Linked DNA regions of Sus scrofa: regions 2 and 3 are each linked to region 1. Evidence: chromatin contacts called from public Hi-C and HiChIP or PLAC-seq data. All regions are on one chromosome and are shown on one strand. Each heading gives the region's core, a stretch centred on a gene start, on an enhancer-like site or on the middle of the called end of the contact. The rest is flanking DNA. Distances are from core to core; before and after follow the strand shown.

What was found. A called contact is a pair of places that touch in the nucleus more often than the background predicts. HiChIP or PLAC-seq counts read pairs in DNA pulled down with a chosen protein or histone mark.
Region 2: a contact with region 1 is called in an H3K27ac HiChIP or PLAC-seq map of skeletal muscle. The contact joins the enhancer-like site here to the promoter of PPP2R5A in region 1. A contact is called at or near these places in 1 of 5 promoter capture datasets (liver), 3 of 47 Hi-C or Micro-C datasets (liver, retroperitoneal adipose tissue and skeletal muscle) and 2 of 2 datasets of contacts at active chromatin or transcription factors (alveolar macrophages and skeletal muscle).
Region 3: a contact with region 1 is called in a Hi-C map of liver, with 2.2 times the contacts expected there. The contact joins the enhancer-like site here to the promoter of PPP2R5A in region 1. A contact is called at or near these places in 1 of 5 promoter capture datasets (liver), 7 of 47 Hi-C or Micro-C datasets (epiblast stem cells, heart right ventricle, liver and 1 more) and 2 of 2 datasets of contacts at active chromatin or transcription factors (alveolar macrophages and skeletal muscle).

The regions. Positions count from the first base shown.
Region 1 is chr9:131,072,970-131,077,746 of Sscrofa11.1, forward strand. It overlaps PPP2R5A (protein phosphatase 2 regulatory subunit B'alpha), which reads right to left and starts at 2,834. Exons shown (of 13, transcript NM_001100192.1): 1 at 2,433-2,834. The coding sequence starts at 2,616. It overlaps LOC106505045 (a long non-coding RNA gene), which reads left to right and starts at 2,111. Exons shown (of 2, transcript XR_002336046.1): 1 at 2,111-2,188.
Region 2 is chr9:131,181,562-131,186,338 of Sscrofa11.1, forward strand. LOC102165110 (a long non-coding RNA gene) reads right to left here. Exons shown (of 5, transcript XR_305729.3): 5 at 838-2,057. Among named protein-coding and RNA genes, the nearest start is that of DTL, 91 kb to the right of the region's middle. Within about 2 kb of position 1,995, at least 16 of the 83 cell types and tissues checked have an H3K27ac peak or open chromatin away from gene starts, as enhancers often do. A contact at or near this core is called in skeletal muscle, where this site is marked.
Region 3 is chr9:131,150,588-131,155,364 of Sscrofa11.1, forward strand. No RefSeq gene overlaps it. Among named protein-coding and RNA genes, the nearest start is that of PPP2R5A, 77 kb to the left of the region's middle. Within about 2 kb of position 2,219, at least 8 of the 83 cell types and tissues checked have an H3K27ac peak or open chromatin away from gene starts, as enhancers often do. A contact at or near this core is called in liver and retroperitoneal adipose tissue, where this site is marked.

The DNA.
Region 1 (4,777 bases), core at 1,584-4,083:
TAAAACATTCGATGGCAACTTCAGCTTGAACTATACACCATAAATAATCATCAGATGGTTACTGACTCTGCAAGTTTTTGCCAGGCTTTTAAAAACGAAATATACTGGAGTTCCCTTGTAGCGCAGTGGGTTAAGGACCTAGCATTGTCACTGCTATGGCCCAGGAACTTTCACATGGCTCAGGCATGGCCAAAAAAACCCCAAAGGAACAAACAATAAAACCAAAATATATTAAAGTTGCAGCTCCTGGCTTGAACCAATCATTTGTTTAATATTCAATTATTTTTATTAAATATACATATTTAATATCTTTACATTAAAAAGGACAACATAAGGAAGCAGGGTAACTTACTAAAAAGCAAATTAAAGAAACACAAAAGAAAAACACTAGCACCAAACCTCAAACTGTAAAAATAATTTGATAATTTAACAAAAAATATTAATACTGTAAAAATAACTAGGTGTTCCCTGGTGGCCTAGCAGTTAAGGATACAACGTTGTCACTACTGTGGTGTAGGTTTGATCCCTGGCCTGGGAACTTCCACATACCAAGAGCACAGCCAAAAAAATTTTTTAATAAAAAAGTAAAACAAGTTTTAAAAAATAAATGAAAATGACTATGTTTTAGTTAAGTTTAAAATCTAAACTTGATGAATAGCAATTCAATGTCCTAATAAGTAAGACGATATTCTTTTAGAGCTATCACCTCAGGAATTAAAGTCTTGGCAATGCCTACCATGTACTCTACCGTTGACTACGATATGTAAAATAAACTTTAACAATTTTTAAATGCTAAAAGCAAATTATAACTGCTATACCACAGGTTACACATATCTTAAGCAAAACCTTCTTTCAAAAGCCTGTTTGATTCCGGCTGTGGGATGTTCTTAATTTAGAAGTACCCCAAGAGGCAGGGCAGCACAGGATCTGAATGGGGTTCCAGAACTATGGCAGGGCAACTGTGATTTGATCTGGGGTTTTCTTTAGACTCCTAGTCAAACTAAGGCTGGATTCATAGGCCTAAAGACAAATCAGAACCAGACTGGCCTTGAAGGATTTGCTGGAGCTTTTTCAAACTGATCGAAAAATTTGCTGAACATTTTCTATTTCAGTATGAATCTTTTATTTCTTGGCTTTAAAATACAGATGATTGAGGGGAGGGGTCTTTTAGGGGCCCCACCAATGCATATGGAGGTTTCCAGGCTAGGGGTCTAATTGGAGCTGTAGCTGCCAGCCTACACCACAGCCTCAGCAACCTGGGATCGGAGCAGCGTCTGCGACCTACACCACTGCTCACCACAACGCCAGATCCTTAACCCACTGAGCTCGGCCAGGGATTGAACCGGCGTCCTCAAGGATACCAGTCAGATTCGTTTCCGCTGAGCCACGATGGGAACTCCGCAAAACAGATGATTGGGGGTTTTTTGTCAGGGAAAAAACCCTAATGTTTAGGACTATTATCTTGTTCCATGATGATGTTATCTCATAAAAAGCAAAGTTGGTAAAATCATAAAAGTAAAAAGCAGTAATCCACAAAGAATAAGAATTAGAACACCAGAAACCAATTTCTTTTTTTTTTTTTTAATCCTCTAAACCTAGTGGGAAAAGTAAGTGAGCCAAAAGGAGTGCCAAGCTCTCCTGCAAGGCATTAGGCACGGATACCAATTTGAATGACTGTACAAACGTACCAAGTCCCTGGAATCAGCTTGGCGAACTAAGTTCCCACTCCATTGCAAGGCAACACTATCTACTCTTCAGAACTCCTCCAAATTTACCGTGTCTATCTTCTCAGACAGTATTTTAAGGCTTCCCATTATTTGGGCTAAAGGGTGACATTTAAATCTAATGACCCCGTAAATAAGACACCACCCTGGTTAGATTTTTAGGCTTTTTCTGCAGAAATAAATCTAAAGGCCAGATAACTCTTCACTGGTGTTTGCATTAGGATTCCGGGTCTGTAACTCTTGGGAAGGATCCACAGGAAGGGAAGTTAGGGAGAGGGTGAGTACGGTCGCTTTAAAACTGGAAAAGTAAAGGGCTAGTTTAGAGTGGCTGAAAGAGAAGGCAGGTCTCGGGAAAGTGAAGGTCGGAAGATAAGACAGGTAGTTCAAGCAAGATGGGGAAGGAGGACACACGAACTCGACCCCGAGGGACGCCCGAGGGAGGAGAGTTCCAATCGCCAGGGCAGGTGAGCGAGCGCGCAGGTGAGGAGGGATGTCGACCTCCTCCAAGAAGCTGAGGCTTAGGTGAAGCCAGGAGGGATGAGAAAAGCAGCTCGCAAACCTGTTTGAATCAAAAGGCGGGGGGACGCCAAGGCTGCGTGGGGGGCGCGACTCGCACACCGCGAGCCCCAGCGGGGCAGACGGAGCCCGCAGGAGGCAGTGGCTCTGCGGCCCCCGCGCTCCCTCCCGGGCGGCGCCCTCGAAGGTTACCTTTGAGCTGGGGCAAGGGGTGCAGCTCCGGCTGGCTGCCCTGGCTGCGGAACTGCGACGAGCCCTGAGAGCGCTTCTGCCTCTGCGCCTTGCGCACCGATTTCCGGGTGAAGCCGTCCACTTTCTCCGAGGCCGAGATGGCGGCGCTGGCAGCCGCCGCCGGCGGCGGCGACGACGACGACATCTCCGCGGCCCTGGCGCTTGGCAGCTCCGGCTGCTGCTTGCACGGAACGGGCAGCGGCAGGAGGAGGAGGCGGGGGAGAGGCGCCGAGCGCTCGCGCCCCTCCGCCCCGTTCCTCCGGCCGCACCGCCCTCCCGCTCCCGGGCGCCGCCGAGCTTCTCCTCGCCGCCCGCCGACGCCTCACGGCCACATCTCAGGGCCGGCGAGTCCTGGTCCCCGCCGCGCGGCGAGCTCCCGGGGCTGACGGAGGGCGGGGGCGGGGGTGGAGGGGGGTGAAGAAGTTGTTGACTCCGGGAGCGGAGGGCGGGTGGACTGGAGCCCGAAGTTTAGACAACTGAGGCGAGGACGCGGGGTGCGGACGCCGAACGCGCCTCTCGTCCCTGCAGCCCGGGTCCCCAGCCGGCCGGTCCGCCAGCACCTCAGCGGCCGCTGCCAGCGCAGCCCGCCCTGCCTGGAGCCTCCTCCCGAGGCGCTGCCATCGCGGGTCCCCTCCGAGCCGCCGCCGCCACCGCCGCGGTGCCCGCTCTTCCCTGTCAGCGCCGAGCCCTCATCTCCCAGGGCGGCGACCCGCTGCCCCGGCCCCGGGGGCACACACACACTCTCTCCTCCAAGTCCCGGGCGGTCCGAGCCCCCTCCCCCACGCGCCCTTCCGCCGCCCACAGAGAACCCCCAGCGAGCGACCGCTACAACTTGAGAAGGTGCTGGGGAGAAGCAAGGGGGGAGTGTGTGTGCGTGTGCGCGCGCGCCAGGGCGCGCGGCCCGGGGGTGGGGCCTCGCGGGGTTGGGACGGAGGAAATTGACTGACAACTTCCGCGGGGTCCCGCCAGCCTCTCGGTTGCTCGGGAAGGAGTAGGGGGTGGGAAAGCATACCATGTCTTTCAGCCAATCGCGGGGCTAAGCGGCCGCAATAGGGTGAGGCGTGGCCTCCTGCAGGTCTATCAAGCTGGGAGGTAAGGCAGGGGAATGGGGCGTGGTTGTGTGACGGACTTCGGCCACAGCCAATAGTAAGTGAAGGCGGTGAGCGGGGGAGGGGGGCCCACTTACGTCACAACTGTGTAACTAATTCTCTAAGGATTGAGGGGAGGTGCCCCTCCACTGGTGAGCACCTTTGCACGCCTGCGCGACAGGGCCGGGCTCTAATTGCTCTCCTGGCAGCCTATGAGAAGACTGGAAAACTAGAGGTGGGAGTTTAGAGAGAAAATAGTACGCCCCTTCCCGTCCCTCCGCTCTCTATTGACCAATGAGGAACTGAAGCGACTGGTGGGGCGCCTGAGGGCTGGGCCGCGAAAGAGCTCCAGGTGTTACGTCACCGAAAGAGGGCGGAGCAAAGGCCTGGTAGTGGAACTAGCAGAGTGATTGATGGTTGAAGCGGCCCCGCGGAAGGCAAGGAAATGGCTCGCCCAATTGAAGAGAGTTGCTGAACTCTTGGGCGGGCCTTGGAGCCTCACCCGCCCTGAGCCGTGCACTTGGTAGTTACAGGATAAACATGTAGCTCTAGGGTGGTTTGGGCACTGCGGTTCCTGAGAGCTGTTCTAGCGCGAGTTTGGGGCAGTCTAGCGTCTACCACTTCAAAGCGTTTCCCAAGACCACACCCTCCAAGAAGAGGAGTCTCATTCCCAAATTAGTATCCTTCTAATTTTCATCCTTCAGCCGGAGGCTGAAACTGCTTCAACAGGAGGGGTGCAGATTCGCTGACCGGTGGTTTGTGGATTTGGGGGCTTGCCATTTATTTTTGCTAGGATCTCTTCCTTGTAGATCCCATCCAGATTTTAAACTTCTTAAAAGCAGGGACTGCTGGTCATCTGTTTGTTGTGCAGTGCTTTCTTTATAATGGTGCTTAATAAAAATAAGTGAGCTGAACAATCTGTCTTCCTTTAGCTTGGCACTTTGGCCCTGGTGGACCCCAATCTCCATTCTCTCCCATGAGCCCCAGACCTTTTCTTTTGGACGTAATAAAAATAGCTGCCATATATTTAAGCAAAACTGCCTGATACGTGTGTACCGAAGATTCCAACTTTGGGTAGGAAGTTGGGTTCTAGCTCTAGAACCAAATACTACCTTACAATATTTCCTTCCTTAAGATTCACTGGAGTTCTCCTGGAAGCTCAGCAGAAGCGAATCTGACTGGTATCCATGAGGACTCGGGTTCCATACCTGACCTCCC
Region 2 (4,777 bases), core at 745-3,244, 110 kb after region 1:
GTGTATAATTTCCTGGCTCTGGACACTGAGAAGACAGGGGCCTAGAAGTAATAAATGATACCCCAGGAGCAATGAGCATAGTGGAAGCAAGCTTCCTTGGAAAAATGGCTAATTTGAGGGTCAGGGCAGGGAAGTATGAATCTAGAGCCCATTGCCAAAAGTAACAAAGTGCTCCAAGAATTATGGGACATACCAAGAAGACCCAGGAGATAACTGGAAGGGATTCCTACTGGTTGTATGTGTGGATATTTTTTTTTTTTTTTTTTTTTGCTTTTTAGGGCTGCACCCATGGCATATGGGAGTTCCTAGGCTAGGGGTCGAATCAGAGCTATGGCTGCCAGCCTATGCCTCAGCCACACCAATGTGGGATCTGAACTGCATCTGCAACCTATACCACAGCTCTCTCGGCAATGCCAGATCCTTTAACCTACTGAGCGGGGCCAGGGATCAAACCCATGTCCCCATAGATACTAGTCAGGCTTGTTACCACTGAGCCACAATGGGATTCCTGTTTTGACAATCTGAAGGTCAAAAAAAAGAAACAGTAGTAATCAATTATAATCACTGAATAAAATAGGAATTCATGAGTCAAAATAATAGTTAAAATAAAAAACTAACAATTTGTGGGGCTTATAAAATATATGGAAATAATTAAGTATATAAAATAGTGAAAGAGTCAGAAAGAGGGTAAATATAGTATATTATTGTATGTTTCTTACCTATACATAAGTGATATAATAGTTTAATATTATTTCAAGATATACCTGTGATAACTTAAAATGAAAATTATAATTTCTAGAGTAATGACTAAAATAAACAAAATTCCCATGATAAAGAGCTAAAATGTCAACAGAGAAGATAGAACACTGAAAAAAAATTTTTTTTTGCTTTATACAAAAGCAAGCAGGAATACAGCTTTAAAAAAGGAACAGAGAATAAATGGGATAAACTGAAAGTGAATAGCAAGAGAGTTGACTTAGAAGTCAGCTCTGTCGATAATTATACTAAATATAAATGGTCTAAATAACAATTAAAAGGCAGGTTGGATAAATAGTAGAATGCTCTAGGAAGGCTTCACTATAAGGTGACAATTGAGCAAACACTTGAAGGAGACGAGGTAACACGACATGCAGATAATACAGTGTTTCAGACAGAGAAAAGAACATATCCAACACTGATTTGGACCATTTTAAAGACAGAGAGCTGATTAGCAGACACTGCTCAGAGGTGAGGCTGACTAGATTCTCAATGATTGAAATGACCAGGAATATTCCTAGGATTTTGCACATTCTCCTACAATTATATAAGTATTATATATGTAATATATACTCTCTATATATATATATATTCCTAGGATTATATAATTACCATAGCCTCAGAGCTTTGCAGGACTATCCCTCAGAACATGACTAGTTCTAACTCTTAAATATGCCTTTTCTGACCTCATTTGTTCCCTGTGCTCTATCACAAGCTCCTGTACTCCACCACAGGTCTTCAAAGTTTATGGTGACAATGACCATAGAGTCATAGAATTAGGGATTAGAAGCTATCTCAAGGGTCATCTGGCTCCAACCTCACATCCGTGGTATGGCTGACAGATGAGTCAGCGTCACATCCCATGGGAATGATTTCACACCTTCCAGGACCAATTCTTCAATTCATGGATGGTTCTACAAGAAAGATCTTTCTTCCATGGGGCACAAACCTGCCTTGCTGTAGTTGAATTTTTTCTGCATCTAAGTCACCATGGTGAATGTCTCACCATATGTAGCGAAGGAGACAGAAAGTGCAAGAGTTTCAAATCGACCATAAGTTTCTTGGCTTTCATCACCTTCACAGGACCTGTCAAATGGTTTAGTTTTCAAAACTTAAACCCTTGGCCTTCACTAAACCTTCCCAGTATCTTCTGTCAAGAGACTTCCTGGACTTCTGAAGGGAAAGTAAACCAAATGGGCGTGTGTTTCTCATCAGTGAAAGCCAAGTGCTTCCAGAGGCCAGCTGGGCTATTTTTGTCTGTGGGTTGTGGATGGTTGCCAAGATTGAGCAGAGGTGTTTGCCTGTGGTAAAGAGAGAGAGAGAGAGACCAATGGAGGTTACTACTGATGCAGGAGAAGGAAGGCTTATGAATAGGATTTAGAAGCTGAGAGCCTTGTTGAGATGGTCCTAGCTCTATCTTCATGCTCAGACCTCTCCTCTCCTCCCTTGCACCTTCTCATCTGTGGGCTCAAGGCTGCTATGGGATTCATTTCTCTCTTAACAGGAAGCAAATATCAAGCCTTTGGATGGGCGAGGTCTTGCAGTAACCTCATCTTACAGTATGATGCTCTGATTGCCGCTACCCTGAGTCCAAAGTGTCCTCTCCCCCATCATCACTAATGGGGCTCAGCACTGCTTTGGATGGAAGCAGGAAGCTGGGGTGGGAGGACAGAACCACCGGAGGTAGCCCAAAACCTCAAAGGAGATAAGTTAATCTGAGGGAGTTGGGGATTGATTCAGATTCAAAGACTGAGTGTTGTCTAGAGAGACACCATCTCCACAGGCCCCAAACTGCTTGGGTTTCACAGCCATGAATTAGTGACCAGGTAGACCTGAGATTAAATGGAAGCAGTTTGGGCACAAGCCAAAGCAGAGTCCTGGCTTATTGTAGCATTTACACTTCCACTACGGGCCCATGTGTATGGAATAGACACACATGAATGTGCGTTCAGGGTAAATTTTAAAAACACAGATTTTTAAATACAGGTTAAAACACAGCTTTCTGGCCTCTGCTCTTAGGAATTCTGACTCAGGCAGTCTGAGCAGGACCCAGAAAGCTATCTTTTGGAAACTTTCCCAGATGACTCTGGTGTGTGTTTGGGAATCATCAGCTTAAAGGACTGGCGGTCAGGCAGACACCTGTGCTGAGTCCCTTGTCTGTTGACATCTGAACTTCCTGTCCTCAGCTGTGGTACTCTGTGAGCCTTATCATTTCTCTCACCTCCCCATGACGTGATTACCTCCCTGCCCAGCTTTAGCAGGTCTCAGGGCTGCTGTGAGCTAATGATAAAGAATACCTAGCACAGTACCTGGTACTCAATAATCACTCAGTAAAAGTCAGTTATTTTTCTTACTATCTCTGGTTAGAATTATATGATGAGCCTGAATTGTATGACCCTTTAGACCACACAATCATACCTCTTGAAAATAGCAGAATTAGGTCCACTCCTACCTCCTACACTAATCCCTGGAATCTCCAGGAAACCTCCTGTTTGCCCCCATTGGATTCTCATTTGGTGCCAGTCTGATTTTCTTGGGTTTGCTTTCTATTCTTTTGGCAGGATCTGGAGCAGGTGCAATCCCTTTGTGTTTGTTTTGAAATGCTCTCCACTGGTTGAGAGGAGTTGGGCCTCCCACTCACAGTGTTTTGGTGGTTTGTTTCCATTCCTTTGTGGTTGTGTTTATTGTGGTGTTACTTGGAACTGAACGGTAGTTTCTTTGGAGGCAGAGGGATTTTGTAGACACTGTGTGAAATTCCTTGTCCTGGGAGGGTCCCCCAGAATGTAATACAATATCTCTGCTGGCTCTAGAACTATCCAGAGTAGACAGGATTCTCCTGTTATAACTAGAACTAGAGTAAATGCAGAATTCACTCATTTGTTATCTATTCAGCTGATGTTTATAAGCACTGATTTTGTTTGTTTTTGTCTTTTTAGGGCTGCACTTACGGCATATGGAGGTTCCCATGCTAGGGGTCGAATCGGAGCTGGCAGCGCTGGATCCTTAACCCACTGAGCAAGGCCAGGGATCAAACCCGCATCCTCACGGATACTAGTCGGGTTTGTTAACTGCTGAGCTGCGACGGGAACTCCTGTGAGCACTGTTAATGTGCCAGGCATTATACTAATACTGGGAAGAAAAGGAGGCCCCCGCCATTTAAGCCCAAATCCCCCTAATCCCCTCTCCAGCCCATCAATTACAACACTGCCAGGTTAGCCTTCGCTTGTTCATGCTCCTGGTAATTGAGGACCTACTGTGTCCTAGGTGAAAAGGTTGGTAGGATATAGTTCCTGTCTCCTGGGAATCCATAGCTTGGAAGGAAACAAGGTCAGAAACACATAACTATTCTAAGTCCTATTTAGAATGACTTAAATGTGCTTTTTCTACCAAGGAGAGCTATAATAGAAAGTGTGCAGAGCGTAGGAACATAAGAATTAAATTTACTTCAAAAGAGTCATTCATTTAACCAGCATTTACTGAATGCCACTATAGGCCTGGCATCATGCTTGGCAATAGAGAAAAACAGCCTCTGCTTTTATGGAACAGAGTTTAGAAGTGTCGGCTCTAAAAAGTAAGAGAAATCTGAGTTTGTATCCTGGCTCTACCTCTAACTAGCTGTGTGACCTTGGGCAAGTTACCTACCCTCTCTGAGCCTCACATTTCTCATCTAGAAAATGGAGGAAATAACATCTACCACATAGGGTTACTGGGAAGGTTCAAGAGGCTTTTTTATTTTTATTAAGAACTTTTAGCTTAGTTGCCCTTTGTCCTAATATCCTACCTTGTATAAGAGGTAGTTAGTGCCTGATTCTGGCCCTAGACTGTAATTTCCTAAGGGTGGTGCCTGTGTCATGTTCAGTTTTGTAGCTACTGTGACTGCTGCACACTGTCCCAGGCGTGTCTAGTTTACAATCCTTCCAGCTGCTGTTCCTGCTTCCGGGCCCTGGGCACCATCCATTGGTCAGGGGCCTCTAGACACGCTGACTTGACCCTTATCTGAGAGAAACGATATAAAGCCTGG
Region 3 (4,777 bases), core at 969-3,468, 77 kb after region 1:
AGCTTCCAGAACTTCCCTGTCCAATACGGTAGCCACAGTGGCTACTGAGCACTTGAAATATCAGTGTCCAAATTAAAATATGCTATAAGTATAAAATACACACCAGATTTTAAAGATTTATATTAAAAATATAAATGTCTCAGTAATTTTTATATGTACTACAAGTTGAAACGGTATTTGTTGACATATTTTACTTTTGTTAATGTGACTACTAGAAAATTTTAAAGTACATATTTGTCTGTTGGATGGTACTGTTCTACAGTGTTCATGATTTAATAATGACTTGATAATATAACAATACTTTTTTTTTTTTTTTTGCTTTTTAGGGCCACACCTGCAGCATAAGAAAGTACCCAGGCTAGGGTCGAATCAGAGCTACAGCTGCCAGCCTACACCACAGCCACAGCAGTGCAGGATCGAGCCATTGAGCGGAGGCCAGGGATCAAACCCATATTCTCTGGATACTAGTCAGATTTGTTTCCACTGTGCCACAACGGGAACTCCCGCCACCCCACCCCCCCATTTTTATGGCCGCACCCACGGCATATGGAGATTCCCAGGCTAGGGGTCCAATCAGAGCTACAGTTGCCAGCCTACACCACAGTCACAGCAACACCAGATCGAGCCACATCTGCTACGTACACGACAGCTCACCGGCAATGCTCCAACACTTTTAAAAGTACCTTTAATATCGATCTCCTTTTGCTTGTATGAGGTTGGTATTGTTATAACCAATTTCCAGATAAGGGCAGCAAGACCATTAGCTGTTCTGTGCTGATGATCAGTAGACCTGCATGGCTGAACGGATCCAAGCTGAAGGATAATCAGACGGAAGAACACTGACTTGGGGTCAAGAAAATGAGCTTTGTGTCCTTGCTGCACCACTTAATAGCTGCGTGACTTCAGGCAAATTACTGCCCCTCTCTGACCTCAGATTTTCACCTGAAAAATGAGATTGGCTGGATTCAGATTTAATAATGGGAAGCAAGTAGCCTGTGGACCGAATATGGCCACAGATTTGTTTGTGTATTTTGGCCAATCCAGTGATTCATAGTTTTTATTTACATACTTTTAGGTAGCGGTCAGGTGCTCTCCTATGGACGGGTCTCCTCCCTCCCCCCTCCACCATGTCACACTCTTTTGTTACCTGCCTCTACCGTTGGCTGCAAATTTTAAATCTACATGCAATGACTCCATGCAAGGACTGCCCACTGCCTTCAGCTCACACAAATTCTGACCATTGCTAGAACCAGGAGGTCTTAAATGGTGATCACCAATCCACGGCTTTTTGTCTTTTTTGTCTTCCTTTCTATTCTTTTTTCTAAATGATATTATCATCTTGAATTTCCAACAAAACAGCACCATACCCTCCTATAAATGAAAAATATGAAACCAGAGGGAAACTTAAAAATAGTCTATTCAGGGAAATTCCCTTGTGGTGCAGCACGTTAAGGATCTGGTGTTGCTGCAGCTGTGGCGCAGGCTGCAGCTGTGATGCAGGTTTGTACCCTGGCCCGGGAACTTCCACATGCGACAGGTGTGGCCAAAAAAAAAAAAAAAGATAAAAGAAAAAAAAAGCAATGAGATCCTGCTGTATAACGCAGGGAGCTACATCTAGTCGTGTGTGATGGAACATGATGGAGGATAATGTGAGAAAAAGAATATATATATGTATGTGTGACTGGGTCACTGCTGTACAGCAGAAATTGACAGAACACTGTAAATCAACTATAATAGAAAAAATAAAAATCTTAAAAAAGAAAAAAATTCAAATCCTATCCTTTTTTGCAATTCCTTTATATGAAAGCCAGGTAGGATTTTCTTCTTCTTTTTTTAAACAAAAATTCAATGAGATGACTCACTCGAAAAAAAAAAAAAAAAAAAAAACCAGTGGTATGGAAGTGCTTCCGTTTCCTTGTGATTAGGCTATATAAAACTCGTAACAAAAAATAGGTAAATGTAACCCACGCGCTGAAAGTAAATAGCTGAAGGATTTTAAAGCACTGAAAGCAGTCTTTTTGTAAGGATAATAGCAATTTGGATGTGAGCTACTGCTTTTGCATATTCAACACAAGTCTTTGTCTCTTTCGCTTCAGTAGTGGGAGAAAAGCAAAATCTGATTTGATGGGGGAAGAGGAAAAGACCATAAATAAAAGGGCGTGTTGTTTCCTGAGGGACAATCTTCCGACTGGCATTCTGCCCAGAAGCCGGTTCTTCTTGGCCAAACCACAGGATCAGGATACGTTGAGAAACCAGATCAAGACCCCAGAGGGTCAGGAGAGAACACAAAGCTGATCGATGGCTTCAGGGCCCACGTATCAGCGAGTCCTGACCCTGAGGCCAGACTGGTCAATGTTGCTGTTGCATAAACACAGTCAGGGAAATTCCACATGTGACCTCTGGAGCAGCTCAAGGTCAGTGATGGGGGAGGTCGTTCCCAAAGGTAGGTAGTCACAGGCGCACCAGAACTGCCTGAAGATGTGATCACCCCTGCCCTCAACACCAATCTTGGCATCATCTCTTGCTGGGAGAGAAGTCTGACCTTGGGTACAGGCAAGGAAAACGTCCCTGTATTTTTCCCGGAAACGTCGCCACCATCACAGCCTTGACCTCTACCCTCAGGAAGCCAATGCCCAAAAAGGGAAAAGACAGGTCTATTTTCGCATTCACAGAAATATAAAAAGTTAAATGCTAGAGGTTGTGTTAAGGATTTGAGGAGAGGTGGAAGCAAAAAACAGCCTTTGCCAATGGTGAAAGCCAATCCAACTCACTCAAAGTCAGGAGAGGATGAAAGTTAATAGAACGGTTTGGGAAGATATTTGTTTTCTCAACATGCCCTGTTTTTTCCTCCTCTGCTTTTATACTTCCTGAGCAGCAGGCCCTTAATTTTCCAGGTCTTCAACAATCTCTCAATTCTTTCAAGGTGCATCAAAAATGCCACTTCTCCGATGAAGCTTTTCCTAACCCTCCCACCCACGGAGCTTCATTACCTAGAATGCTCACCTGCCACTTAACTATGGCCTTGAGCTGCTCTGTAATGTATTTGTATATATGCACCTCACTTTCCTGACCAGGCTGTTAAACCCTCCACAGACAGCTCAGTCCAGCAGAACTGAGCCCAGAGCCTTAGAGGGGAGCCCAGGGAACCAGCTATCAGCCATGGCCTGGGCCGCCCAGCTTCCCCTTCCCCGACATGCCTTGGGACACTGCCTTTTGCTGACTCTCCATGGGGCCCTTCTTAACCAAACAGGAACCACTTCTTTCCTCACCAGAAGAGAAGCAGAGAGATGTTTATCTGTTTGTTCAAAAGATAAAGTATCAGGGAAACAGAAAGGATTATCAGCTGTTCAGGGAGGTTTGTGATAGCAATGACCACTATCCAGATTATTATGATTTTCTTAGAAAACAAAGCCTTTTCCTGTGGAACAGAGCTGGACCATTAAAAAAAAAGGGAAAAAGGAAGCAAAGAGAAACCTTCCAGATTCCCTTCATTGGGTTGACACAGCCCACAAGTCAAATGAAGGTGGGTCCCTAAAACAAGCAATAACAGTGAAAATACAGTCCATGCTGAAGTGTAAACTTAAAATGGTTAAGATTTTGACACTATGTGTATTTACAACAATTGAATATTGAAAAAATAGTCTTGGTGGGCGACGCACTATTCTGGATTAATTGGAGGGTACGTGCTGTCAAGAACTATGATATACCACAGGTTAGTAAGAATGAAAATGACCATTAAACATAACCGTGGAACAGAGGTAGGGATTTGAAGAGATCAGAGTTGTCCCTGGAAGGCAAAAGGTAATGAATACATAACTAAGTGCCATATTCATCGGAGTCCACTTTTATTTATAATTCACGGCCTTCCAAAAAGACTATGAGGTGGGGCCGAGATTTACAATATTACATGGCTGAATGTGCAACTTCATCCTTTTCCCCCCTAAGTGAAAAGTCAGAACGTGCCAAGAACACAGAACTCCAGCTGGAGAAGTGAGGTAGGGGACAAAGGAAGGAAACGCGACTTTGGCTGGCGTCTTTGATGGACACATCTGCAGAGAAAGGACAACGCTGGAGGCAGACCCTCCTCGCTTCCTTGTTTGTTGCAGCATCTCCCAAACATGTATGACTTCAGAGCCCTTTTTATACATAGCATATTGAGAAAAATACCACGGGAGGCTTCGGAACTCCATCGCCATGATGAGGACAACAGACAGCATTCACTGATAACACCCCAACACTATTCTAAGCAGCTTGTATGCACTGACTCACTTAATCCTCAGAGCAGCCTGCAGGTAGGGATTGCTTATACAGTCAGCCCTCTGTTTCTGTAGGTTCCATATCCAAGGATTCGACCAACTTTGGATCGAACATGCCCCAGGAAAAAAATTCCAGAAAGTTCCAAAAAGCCAAACTTGAACTTGCTATGTGTCAGCAACTATTTCCACAGCATTTACATTGTATTTACAACTATGTCCATAACATTTACATTATATCAGGTATTATAAGTCACCTAGAGATGATTTAAAGTATATGGGATGATACTGTGTGTGTTATATGCAAATACTACATCATTTTATATAGGGAACGTGAGCAGCTTTGGATTTTGGTAACTGTGAGGGACCCTGGAACCAGCCCGATTCAGATACTGGCTACTGAGGGCCGATGGCGTCTCCCATTTTACAGGTGAGGAAACGGAGGTACTGACAGTCACAGAGTGAATTGCTCAGGGTCACAGAGCTAGTAAGGATGTGAATCAAAGGAGTTTGACTCCAGACCC